Linked DNA regions of Mus musculus: regions 2 and 3 are each linked to region 1. Evidence: chromatin contacts called from public Hi-C and HiCAR-type data. All regions are on one chromosome and are shown on one strand. The core of a region is the stretch at or near the end of the contact, and the rest is flanking DNA. Distances in the headings are between cores, read along the strand shown. Region 1 has its middle 20 kb from the start of Uqcrfs1. Region 2 overlaps Exoc2 (exocyst complex component 2). Region 3 overlaps Exoc2 (exocyst complex component 2).

What was found. A called contact is a pair of places that touch in the nucleus more often than the background predicts. HiCAR-type assays count read pairs that join an accessible place to other places.
Region 2: a contact with region 1 is called in a Hi-C map of Th17 cells, with 10 times the contacts expected there. The contact joins two enhancer-like sites. A contact is called at or near these places in 1 of 39 promoter capture datasets (hippocampal neurons), 4 of 15 datasets of contacts at CTCF or cohesin (CD8 T cells, the NIH/3T3 cell line, large pre-B cells and 1 more), 103 of 484 Hi-C or Micro-C datasets (3T3-L1-derived adipocytes, the 63-12 cell line, B cells and 64 more), 8 of 115 datasets of contacts at active chromatin or transcription factors (the 230-238 cell line, CD8 T cells, T-cell acute lymphoblastic leukemia and 5 more) and 1 of 9 other capture datasets (liver).
Region 3: a contact with region 1 is called in a HiCAR-type map of Th17 cells, with 4 times the contacts expected there. The contact joins two enhancer-like sites. A contact is called at or near these places in 1 of 15 datasets of contacts at CTCF or cohesin (pro-B cells), 3 of 484 Hi-C or Micro-C datasets (B cells, bone marrow-derived macrophages and nephron progenitors), 1 of 115 datasets of contacts at active chromatin or transcription factors (Th17 cells) and 1 of 9 other capture datasets (adipose tissue).

What each region holds. Positions count from the first base shown.
Region 1 is chr13:30,563,107-30,567,235 of GRCm38.p6, reverse strand. No RefSeq gene overlaps it. Among named protein-coding and RNA genes, the nearest start is that of Uqcrfs1, 20 kb to the right of the region's middle. Within about 2 kb of position 2,110, at least 14 of the 459 cell types and tissues checked have an H3K27ac peak or open chromatin away from gene starts, as enhancers often do. A contact at or near this core is called in Th17 cells, where this site is marked.
Region 2 is chr13:30,883,364-30,887,452 of GRCm38.p6, reverse strand. Exoc2 (exocyst complex component 2) reads left to right here. Exons shown (of 28, transcript NM_025588.2): 12 at 1,139-1,264. Among named protein-coding and RNA genes, the nearest start is that of Hus1b, 62 kb to the left of the region's middle. Within about 2 kb of position 1,517, at least 2 of the 459 cell types and tissues checked have an H3K27ac peak or open chromatin away from gene starts, as enhancers often do. A contact at or near this core is called in Th17 cells, where this site is marked.
Region 3 is chr13:30,910,868-30,914,672 of GRCm38.p6, reverse strand. Exoc2 (exocyst complex component 2) reads left to right here. Exons shown (of 28, transcript NM_025588.2): 7 at 3,423-3,503. Among named protein-coding and RNA genes, the nearest start is that of Hus1b, 35 kb to the left of the region's middle. Within about 2 kb of position 1,567, at least 66 of the 459 cell types and tissues checked have an H3K27ac peak or open chromatin away from gene starts, as enhancers often do. A contact at or near this core is called in Th17 cells, where this site is marked.

The DNA.
Region 1 (4,129 bases), core at 861-3,360:
TTTGAAAGGGCGGAAAGTATTGCCTAAAATTAAGAGCTACCAGTGGATACATATTCCATTTCTACATTAAACATGGGGAAATAAGCTACTTGGAAAGAAAGAAAATCTTATTTTTAGGATTATTTACAATTTACATCAATGATTTAGGAAGTTGGCCACAACTCTGATCCAGAAGAGAACATGAGACCATGGCAGGACACATGCAGAAGTCGCTGTGCATGGTCGGGGCCTCTTCCACAGTCCTCTGGCTCCCTCCAGAGGATATGTCGCTCCTGGATTAGTGAAGAAGACAACGCTACAGTTGCACACAAGTGGTCTGACTGGCCTATCTTTGTCACCGGCCCAGAGCTTCGAGGAAGAGCCACCAAGTCTCTTGGGATGAAAGTCTCAGGTCCGACCACTGGAGAGGCTTCTTGGATGTCCCGGTGTGGTTTGTCACCCTTCTGTGTGTGGAGATGGATTGGAGGGTTTGGGTACATGTAGTAAATGTTTAACAAATACATGTTTGATGACTTAACAATAAATACAATGCTAGCAAATTCAGGCTTCTGTATAACCATGGAACAAAAGACCAACACTTGCAAGGTTGTTTTTCTCCAGCTCGGCTTTTGTTTCTAAAAGGACAGGGGTGAGCATTAGCTTCTGATAGATGTGACTTAAGAGAGTTGAGACATGGGCCCCAGCAGCAGCACAGCCCATGGGCAGCAACAGGGCTTTAGGTAGCAGCACAGCCCATGAATCCACAAGGCCTTTGATGGTAACTTGGGCCTCGAACATCAACACCAACCCTGACTGCAGCAGGGCCTTGGACCTAGGCATGGCCCTTGGTGGCAGCATGGACCCAAACATCAGCATGGCCTTGGGTGACAGTCCAGGCCACTCATATCTGTATGGCTCCAGGGACAGCACAACCCACGGATGTCAGCATGGCCTTAGACTACAGCACAGACCATGGGCATCTGCATGACCCTTGGTGGTAGCACGTGCCACAGACATCAACACATCCACTGGCAGGCACACTCTTCTGCCATGTGCCCATCTGTGGCCTGCACTGCCACCAGAGGCTGTGTTGATGTCGATGGTCTGGGCTGCCTTCAAGGGCCTTGTTCTACTTGTCTGGGCCCCTACTGCAGGAGGGGACCATGCTCGTAGTCAGTATGGTCTCCAGAAACAGTGTGAAGGCACATGGTCTGTGCTTGCACTGACGGCAAAGATCAAGGAGATTACTTTGGTTGTCGTATCAATAACTGCAGACACATAGTTGAGGGGGAGGAGTGTGGAAAACTTCAGTGACACCCCTTATCCCTCACAACCCCCTCTCTCCCCAAAAGTAACAGCCTAGACTAGAAGCCACTGAAGAGAACACCTCAAGAGTATGATAAGGATGCTGATGTAGCTCTCCACGATTGATGGCTTCTGGTGGAAGTGCGGCAGGGGAAGGACTCAGTTCTGTTTAAGGGCAGGTTAGGGAGAGTTTGGCCAAGCTCCAGTGAGTACATGCAGATAGCACACATTAGATGTTTTACTCTTTTTTTATCTTTAAAATATTTTTAGGGGAGAGGTCACAACTGGGAAGGCAAACACAGGGCTGGGGAGTGAATATGATTGGGGAGCATGGTGTGAAACTTCCAGAGAATTAATAAAAATTCTACTTTGAAAAAAAAAGACAAGACAAGACAAGAAAGAAAAAGAAAAGAAAAGAAGAGAAGAGAAAAGAAGAGAAAAGAAAAGGGCTGAGGCATGAGTTCCCCTGGGAGAAGGGAATTATTAAGAAACGACAACCATTTAGCTTCTGTGATAAAGAGATAAGCATTCTTAGTCACAGATCAGCACAGGGTCTTGAGAGGATAAAACACAGGGCAAAAAGGTCCTGGTGTATGACTTATTGGGAAGCCCAGGAGAGGCTCAGGGTAGGCACTCAGGGATATAGAAGGGGTCTCCAAAACAGTCACAGATGTGTGCTAGGGGGACACAGTGAGGAGATGGGGATTTCAGAGGCTTCTGGTTCCCATCGTCCCTCTGATGAAAATGTTCCTAGAAAGGAAGTGACTGACTCTGAGTCACACAGTGCTAGGACTAGAACCCAGCAGTCTGCCCTTTGCTTCAGAACCTCTGTCTCTGAATCACGTCTTAAGGCTGAGGGCACTAGTGGAGACCTCTTAGGCTGTAAGAACCAGCTCTCTACAACTAGTTCATTGGAAATTGTGGGCTACTGGAAAGTGACATTAGTATTGGCTACTGGGCAGGGGACATTGTCGAGAGTTACCAGAAACCCAAGATGGAAGAGTTACATAGCTCTTCAGACCACAGGAACATCTCACGGTGCATCTTTGGGCACACTGTGATTATTGGATGTAGGTTTTGTCCTGGAGTCCCAGTAACGTTCATAAGCTAGCTAGGCATGGATCTCAGCTCTGCCCCTGGCTACCCCGACAGTTTCTACACAATGGCTTTCTCTCCTTCGATTCATTTTCCTCTTTGAGATGGTACATTCTAGTAGTATGTGCTGTGATCTGGAGTTTGACTGCTCTTTCTTACTCCAACATTGCCAAACAGGAGCAGGGAGATTGGGAGCATATTTACCTCTTTGTGCTTCACTTTAATCAGCCATAAAATGAGGACAATTGTATTACCTATGTACAAAGCTGCTATGGTAGTGAACAAGTTTGCTTGCATAAGGAGCCTGCAAGAGGGTCTGGAACAATCTTCAATAAAGCACAGCTGTTACTTGTGTTCACTGATGGCCAGACATAGGGGTGACAACATGGTCTTAGATGACCGAGTTTTGTTGAGCAACGGATATATGTGCAAGTACTTTGAGACTTGGAACATGGAGGGCCAACCATTTAAATGCGATAACTTTAGAAACCAATCATAAAGAGGCCTGTTCTGCAGGTACTCAATACATTGTTATGGATTTGATGGCTGCTATTTTAACCAAAAGGATATTTCATTGCAAAAGGCCAGTTCATCCTTCAAACTGCATGTTTGAAGAGCTTTAGGCTTAGATACCGCTGGTTTCCCCGTCTTTTTACTGAGGGACATCCACCAGTTTGTCCAGCACAGGCTCTCTGTAGAACTGGAAATAGAGATATACTACACAAACATCATCCATATTGCCTCTCTCTGTAGTCTGGGGAACGAAATACAAAATAAATTCAAATTGGTTTCTACAGTAAGATTAAAGACTGGTCGATATTTGACTTTACTCTGTGTACAAGCTACCAAGCCAGCTTGCTACTGCTTTGTGGATAGAAACAAAGAGCATTGTTAGGTGTAGCACAGAAACAATCACTCAGCAGCAGGTTTGTTCCCCTTGTCCCACTTCCCACAGGTAAGCAGTATGCTCGGATTGATGCTGGGCATGCAAAAGAATGTAGAACACAGGGGGATTCACCAACCAGTCAAGTGTTCTTTGACTGGGGGCCTCAGGCAAACCCCTCAGGGTTACAAACACAATTATCCCTCAGAAATGGACTAACATAATAATGTCCCAGCAGACACTTTTGTTACACCAAAGACTTTTTGTTGTTAATATTTACATTTTTTTTAAGAAGAACCAAGCCATCCCTACACATAGATATTGGTGGTGGGCAGGACAGACCACATTTGCCATCTTTGCTTTTAGATATGACCTCTACTGGCAGTGTTCTGTTTTAGACAGACAAGACTTCCTGGAACCTCAAGGTTTCTTCTTGCCTAGAACTGAAGACACCTGGCCCCCTGCATTCTGTGGAGATGACCTCTAATGCCATTGCTGTTTCTTCTATATGTATAAGGTTTCCTTTAAAAGAAAACATGAATGTGAAGAAAGGCAAAGCCAAAGGGTCTTGGTTATTATGTGCATAGCCCTTCTTAGGAGGTTTGAGAGAAGGGATCTGACCTCGTGGTGAGCCACAAGTCCTTGCTTGCTCACCAAAGGGGCCACTGGGATTGGTTGGGATGTCTCACTTTGAACTAGTTCATCTGGTTCTCCAGGTCTGAAATGGAAGTTCGTATCCACAGTGGTATACATTACTGTACAGCTATCTCAGTAGCTATCTGATGCATGGAAGATCAGTATGTGTTTCAGAGTCCACACACATAACAGATGACTCCCCCAACATGACCATTGGGTTGGGAACCTCAG
Region 2 (4,089 bases), core at 268-2,767, 320 kb before region 1:
GTAAAACCCACTGTAGAATGTAGCCAGTACTAGATCATGTTTGGTGATGCACAGTGACAGGAACTCATGAAAAAAGGTCCTGTTCCTTCTCACTGTATTCTCTGAGTAGCAACTTCAGTTATATTGAACTGTTTATTGACTTATTTTCTGCCCCAAGTCAGCCAGAATCTAAAGTCCTCCAGAACAATGCACATACGATTGCTCAGTGAATGCTGGTTAGATGGTATTGAATAGCTGTCATCTGTGTTGCCATAGAAATATCACCTTATTCTCATCAAATTATTATTTTAATTTATAAATGGCACTTTTCCTTAGAACTTGAAAATATCCATATGCTTTTAAAATTGAATTATAAACAGTTTTTTAGTAACTAACTTGAAATCAGTCACTCATATCTTGAGGGAGTAGCCTGTGGAAGGCCCGGACGTGGGGAAGAGAGGAAGCACTCAGTTCTTTTCCCCGAGGAGACAGGGAGCTGCCTTGGAGGTGAGCAGCACAAGACGTTGACAGACAACGTGAAGTTGGCAGCATGAAGCACATCCCCAGGGATGGTGGAGGCAGCGCAGGAGGAAAGCAGTTTGAGTTAGGGCAGCACTGGCCAGGCAGTAGCTGTGGTGGTTGCATCTTTAGAGCTAGAAGTTTACATGGATGAAGAGGAGTGAGCATGTGTGAGCTGTGGCCTTTATGTGTGCAGAGGGACGAGAAGCACGGCCTGGAAGACTGTGCGTTTCTAGCTAAGCATGGCTCTTGTTTTGTAGCCATTGAGTTCTTAATGTCTGCTTTTGCAGTGTCGCCATGCCTGATTTTGCTGCATGCTTTCTCAAACTACACATTAATTCCACCATGCTGTCTCTTAGAACTTGGTATTAAGCCAGAATGGTAGGTCGAGTTATCCACATGTAATATAATGAAACTGACTTTATAAACCTATTTAGGGCTACAAGTAGCTTGGTGGCAGAACTTTTACATGCGTGCCTGGACTTAATCCTCAGCACCACAAGAAATAGAAGAACAAAAGCTATTTGTGGAAATTTTTACTTTCGTTCTTTACTTAAAAGAGTGAAATGGTTGAGCAAGGAAGAGCTGTAAAGAAGCACTAGTCTGGATTAAACCACACAGAATACCATCTCTCCTCCAGGTCACCCAGGCCCGCACAGCCCCATGCTCGACCTAGACAACGATGTGCGCCCCTCGGTGTTGGGCCACCTCAGTCAGACAGCGTCACTGAAGAGGGGGAGCAGCTTTCAGTCTGGCCGAGATGACAGTAAGTTATCACCCCTACTTCCATGTGTTTCCTCAGACTTATATACTTTGAAGGGATTTAGTGAAAAGGCTCCGTTTCATACTCTAGGAAATTGACAGGTAGTAAAAAGATGAAAGAGAATACGATGCTCTCATGTTCCCCCATGCTTCGTGGAGTAAGCCCTGGAACCACACCACTTTGCACAGGCCTGGATGACCAAGCAACAGTGTGTTAAGTACTGAGGGCCTGGATGACTGAGCAACAGTAAGTACTTGTGGCACATCTAGCACTACAGTGTCTGTCTGACAGCACTGCCCAGAGCCATGTCAGTCTTCTCCATTGCTGTGAACCAGGACAAAGTTATTGTCCTAGTTACCCACCAATCTGCCCTAAAATATCTGCTGAACTCAGCTTTTGGAGTCAGTTTGCTATTTTTTAAAAAATAACTTTTCAGTAGTTTTCTCATAAAATGGTTTCAGCTTTAATACTTATTGGATTTAAGAAAGGACCTAAATTTACCTTTTGCTCCTGTTGTGGTTTTTCAAATAATGTTTTGTTTTTTAGTCAGCAAGAAGTCATGATCAGCTGCTTTGAGACTAGTGTGTGGTGAGTGTGTGAATCAGAGAGATTCCTATATGCATGGGTAGAGTGCACAGTGAGATGTTCAGAGCTCTGTCAGCTTCACAGGGGTGTGCTTCTGTCCATGCTGCTTTCCTGGATTTCCCAGCAAGGAAGGCAGGTGCTCCGGGTGAGTGTTCCACAGTAGCCATGCAGAGCAGTGGCAGTGCTCCAGTGAGTGTTCCACAGTAGCAGTGCAGAGTAGTGGCAGTGCTCCAGTGAGTGTTCCACAGTAGCCATGCAGAGCAATGGCAGTGCTCCTGGTGAGTGTTCCACAGTAGCAATGAAGAGTAGTAGCAGTACAGAGTAGTGGCAGTGCTCCCGGGTGAGTGTTCCACAGTAGCCATGCAGAGTAGTGGCAGTGCTCCGAACAAGTGTTCCACAGTAGCCTTGCATAGTGGCAGCAGTGGTCAGAGAGCTGAGGGATGGAGTAATGGTACTTTGAAATACTCCTCTTGAGACAGTGCCTTGTGACTGCTACAGTCAGGCAACTCTTCTAGTGCTTTAGTGTAAAGAGCTTAACTTGGGAGCTGGAGAGAGTGCACAATAGTTAACAGCCCTTGGTGCTCTTGCAGAAGGCATGTGTGTGGTTCCCAGAGCCCAGGTTCACATATGTATGGAACTCCACTTCTAGGGGATCCAATGCCCTTGTCTCCTTTCCATTAGCATAAGGCTGGCTGGGGCATGTGTGTTCCAGGCAGCATGGTGTTTGCCATTAGCACAAAGTAGTTAGAGGTAATCAGTTACTTTTAGGGAAAATAGCCCTGTTGTCCAATGAAATGCTTCTTGGTAGACTTACCTTATGTTGAATTTGTCTGTTCTAGAAACTGAAGGCAGAGCTTGCTCAGTTAGTCAGCAGTCCACATAGATAAGGTCAGAGGTGATTGATAAGCACACAGACAATCTTCACCAGGGAACAAATAAAAGTTTACAACACCCTTAGATATAAAGGACCATATTGGGAACAAAATTTAAAAAGGGGGGCTGGGGCCCTGGGGCAGAACAAAAGGAAAAAGATGCCCACGCCCCACCTGTTTCCCTATCCTCTGGTCAGTCAGATGTGGGAAAGCTTCTTTCTACCCTATCCACTCATCCCTGGGTGGGCATTCCTCTATCCCACTCTTCAGGGGGTGGTCAAGGGGCAGCCCTGCCTGACCCCCACCCCTGGAGCTACTTTGCTAAACCAGGGTTGTGGGAGAGAGGGAAGAGGGAAGAAGTTCCCAACACTGACCAGAGTGCACAGCGGAACTTGAAGGTGCAGAGCAGAGACTCTATGGTTTTAGAGCTTTATTATAGAAATGCAGGGGAAAGAGAGAAGGTAGAAAGGACGGAGAGAGAGGGGGGGGGGAAGAAGAAGACAAAGAGGGAAGAAGAGAGAGAAGTGAGAGAAAAGAAGGGTGAAAGGACAAAGGAATAAGAGAGCGAGGTGTGGGCTAAGCACCCCTTTTTATGGTCTTCACTGTTGCTAGGTAACTGGGGAGGAGTTTAACCTGAAGGTCAGAAGCTACTACTGGCCATGCTTCTCTTGTGGGGGCTGTGGGAGGTGGTACCTTAGGCAGGGGCCAGAGATCCAGGAACATGAGGGAACGCCTACCTTGTCATGTAGGTGAATTATGACCATCGGGGTTCAGACCTCAGCTCGACTGGAGACCAGCCTGCAATTCTCCACAGGACCATACCTTTTACTTAAGAGAATGAGTTTAAAACTTTCCCCCACAGTATAGAAATGCTGATGTGCCCTACCATGCAGAGGCCCTAAGCTGGCAAAAGGAAGTTTCCATGCACATGAAGTCTTCACTCTGGTTCGTACGGTGGCAGTTGTAAAAGGCAGTGATACTTCAGTCCCACAAAGCCCCAGGGTTTGTTCTGTGTGGTCTTGGGTTTGGGGCTTGTCTGTTGGTAAGATTTTAAAAAGCTGCTGCTTTCATGGTTCTCTGAAAGTGGACAGGAACCTTTGCATGTATGTAGCGATGTCCTTCTCAGCATTACCTATAGCTGCACTTTGTGACCCAGTGACTCTTGTGGTATTTATTCTTATTGCAAAATGCTGAATGAGGAGGATTTCATTTAGTGAGAGTTTGTTAATTTGAATAATTTCAAATGAAATAGTCTGCAGAAATGCTTTCTGTATGAATATGAAGCTCAGTGATGAGAAGTCCAGAGAGCCAAACTGAAAAATACAGCAATTTCAGGACTTTTGACAGTGAAGAGAACGTATTTATATTTGC
Region 3 (3,805 bases), core at 318-2,817, 350 kb before region 1:
TTCTTATTTACAGTATAATTAGGGAAGGAAAGGAATGATAGGTTACTTGCCCAATTTAAATGTGACATGATTTAAGCACTGTTAGCTTTCTGTTACCTTCTGTTACTATAAATATTTGTGATAATTGACTTACAAGAAAAAAGGTTTATTTTGGCTCTTGGTTTCAGGGATTTTGTTCTACGTTGCCTAGGTTTGGGGGTGGTTGTTGCTTTGGTTCTCTAATGAGGCATCTTGCCGTGGTGGAGTATATGGCAGAACACACTCAACAGAAAGCAAAAAGGAACCAGAGGCAGGGCCCAAAGCAGTAGTTTTCCCTTTAAGGGCATGCCCAAATGACCCACCTTCCAGTACCACCACATGTAATGCAGTGTCCTTGAGGACAGTCAGCACTGACTGACGTTTTCTATGATAGTTAATAGAAACCAGTTGCTTAATGGGCATTTTAATGAATTTGAATTAGCAAAATACATATTTCATCTCATCCATGTCTCGTTTATTAAGTATAACCTTCAGAGTCTGGGACATTAACATGACTAAGCTACAGCCTATCTATATAGACCTAGAACTAACCTTGGCCATGCTTTTAAGGGTAGCTGTAAGAAAAAAACAAATGATGAAGATAATGACTGCAGAATAGAGGCTGTAACATTTTTACTCTGTGGTTGTTTATGGAAATAGTCTCTGCTCTGGCTTTAATGTTCTGACTCATACAGGCTAGCAGGCAAGCACAGTGGTTAGAGCATATAGTATGACCTTGCATAGCAATGCATTTTTATAGATATTCTCTCTCTCTCTCTCTCTCTCTCTTTCTCTCTCTCTCTCTCTCTCTCTGTGCCTTATTTAACAGTGACATCTATGTAAGGGCATGCTTAGGCATTTTGAGTTTTTTGACTGAAGTTGCAGTTTCATATTTTGCTCAGTGTGTGTGTTTTACAGACAGTGAGGCAATGATGTAGTTCAAAAGAAATAGCAGACCCTTTCCTAGAACTTCAATTTTTCTTTAACTAGTGCTCTTATAATACCTTTTTGTTTCCTAACTTTAAGCTTATGATGTTCAACTAGCACACATATTTAAGTTTTTAATAGATTAGAAACAATAACAAACCTGTGATCATGTACCCAGTTGCTTATTGAGTTATTCTATTTAAAAATGTTTTCAGAGAAAATAAAAGGCCAAATGAACCAGACATTGGGTTATTTGGTTTAATTTTCTGGAAAATAGGATTGCTTTTATCAGATCCCAGTGTCTCTTAGACCTCATGCTTGGCTGACAGCTTGACAGTGGCTCTGCTGTGGTAGAGATGGGTTGGAGGAAGTTGCTCTGTCAGCAGAAAGGGCTGTAAACTGAGCTCAGAGAACCAGGTCACCCCGTCTTGACCTGCTGATCAGTGATGGCTTATGTCAGCATCAGAAAATGTGGCCACACAGTTTCCTGTATTGTTGGTTCTCACTTAGAGAATAACATTTGCAGTGAGGCTGTGGAGCATGTGCTGCCTGCCCGCTCAGGAGCTCAGGACAGTGAGCTGCACAGGGCCAGCCCTGCGTTTGCAACCAAGCTTGTCAGAGCATCGTTTCAGCAGTGCTACATGTGCTGTGGGCAGACTTGCTTCCCTAGAGCAGTCTGCCTAGTGTAGCTTTTAATGCTTAGACGCAGGAACATTCTCTTCCGTTTAACTTTACAAGTTGAATGCAAGTTTAAGCTTTGATGTGTGGGAATATGTTGGGTCATTTCTACTGTGTAATTTAAGTTTGAGCCAGTAAAGATTCACAGTTTCTTTACTCTGAATCAACAAAGACAATTTTTAAAAAGTAGTGACTGTTCCTCCCCCGTGCGTTTGTTTTTTCTTTTATGAATGTGTTGATTCAATTCAGTACAGGAACAGTTTGTGTGTTTTAGTATGTAAAACAAAATTGAGGTAACATTACAGGAAAATGTATTATAAAGAACAAAATTAGGATTAAAGGCTAATTATAATAACAGAAAAATAAACATTCTCTGGACTTGAGAACATATTCAAAAGTATTTGAACACTGAATTTAAATTTTAAAAACTTACTGAGTTAAAAAAAACAGTGCATCAAATTGAGTTATATAAGTCTTGTAAAAGAAATAGACACATCCACATTTACATGAAGTAGGCTTGTTTGTTTCTGAAGCATAAACTGGCACCTGTCTAGGTAACCAAGGGGAAGCTATAACAGATTCACCATGTGAATGTCAGTGAGTGCCTAATTAATATTCACAAGTGCTGTTTGGTTCACTGAAAGACCACAAAGTGGAACATCTTGCATTTGGGTTTTCACTTGAGCAAATTGTGTGAAAAAGTAGAAACCCAGGCTGCTTCTGCCACTGTTGTGAGGAGAAACTTCTTTTTTTACAAGTGAATACAGTTCCCTAAAGGCACAGTAAGTTTACAGCTCTCATTTTACAGACATGCAAACAGAAGCCTAGGTAGTGCCAGTTAGTTACTGATCTGTGCTGCGTGGGCAGCATGGACTGAGGCCTTAAAGACTGGAACCTGACTGCCCGAGCTCACATTCCAAATTTGGCTTGGTGACCTTCTGAGACATGTTTATTTGGGTGTTACCACGGTCTTCTTTCTCATCGGTCAGATATAAATACTGGGATGCACATCACTGTCAGTGGGTGACACACGCACCTCAGAAGTGCAGTCTTCATGCACAGTCACAATTCAATTAGGGTTTGCTCTGCTGGCTTCATTTTGTCACAGCTTTAAAATTTGAAATCATAGTCTTAATTCCTTACCAAAATAAGCCTGAGAGCTGTTTTAAACTTTCCCTCTTCATTCTCCAGTATTCTTTATTATTGAGTCAAGGAATGTAAACACCTACCCACCCCACCCCTGCCTACACACACACACACACACACACACACACACACACACACACACACACTTTCTCTGCACAGTGTTGGTACATTGATATGCGTTCTGAAATGTTTCCATGGAACCTCTAGGAAATTATTGTGAATATAAGAGAACTAATATGTATTCCCCATGTGATAGTCCAGGTCTGAAATTAAATTTTTTGAGGTTGGTAGAACCCAAATAGTAGTACTTTCTATCTTGCTGAGGTAGAAGAATGATTTCCTATGGCCACATGAAGATTGTGCTAAAGACCCACAAAGCCTGAAGCTCCGCTTTCGCTTTTCCTTTTCAAGTCTATATTGAAGACCAGATGAGTGTGTCTGTTGTATACTACTTGAATAATGTTAAGGTGTGAACAATGTAAATAGTATCATCTGTGTTTTCCCAGAATGTTGTATATATATGTTCCTCTTGAATGGTGAAAATAATAGGACAATTTCTAAAATTGTTTTTCAATGGCTTTAAAAAGGCTTTTTTATCTTTCTGTCCATTAAAGTGGCCCACGTTGAAACTAGGTTTGTTTGCTTTTTCCTAGCTATCCATCAAAAACTAGAAGCAGATGGAACTGAAAAAGTAGAAGGATCCATGACACAGAAATTGGAGAATGTCCTCAATAGTAAGTTTGTCTACTACTGACGACTGTTGATGGCCTTTAGAACAAGGTGCAGTGCAGGTCTGCGGGATTTCCCAGGGCAAGGGCTTGGTAACGACTTACAAAACCTCAAGGACAATAGAATGGAATGAATCTGTTTGCATTTTACTTAGTTACATTTCTCAAGAACTGTAATTTGCTACCTGGAAACAAACAGGCACTGAGACAGCAGCCAGGGCTACTACTGAGTAGACACTGGCATCTCCATTGTCAGACCTGCCAGCACGTAGGGCAGAGCCTCAGCTCCTGCACAGCAGATGCCCAGG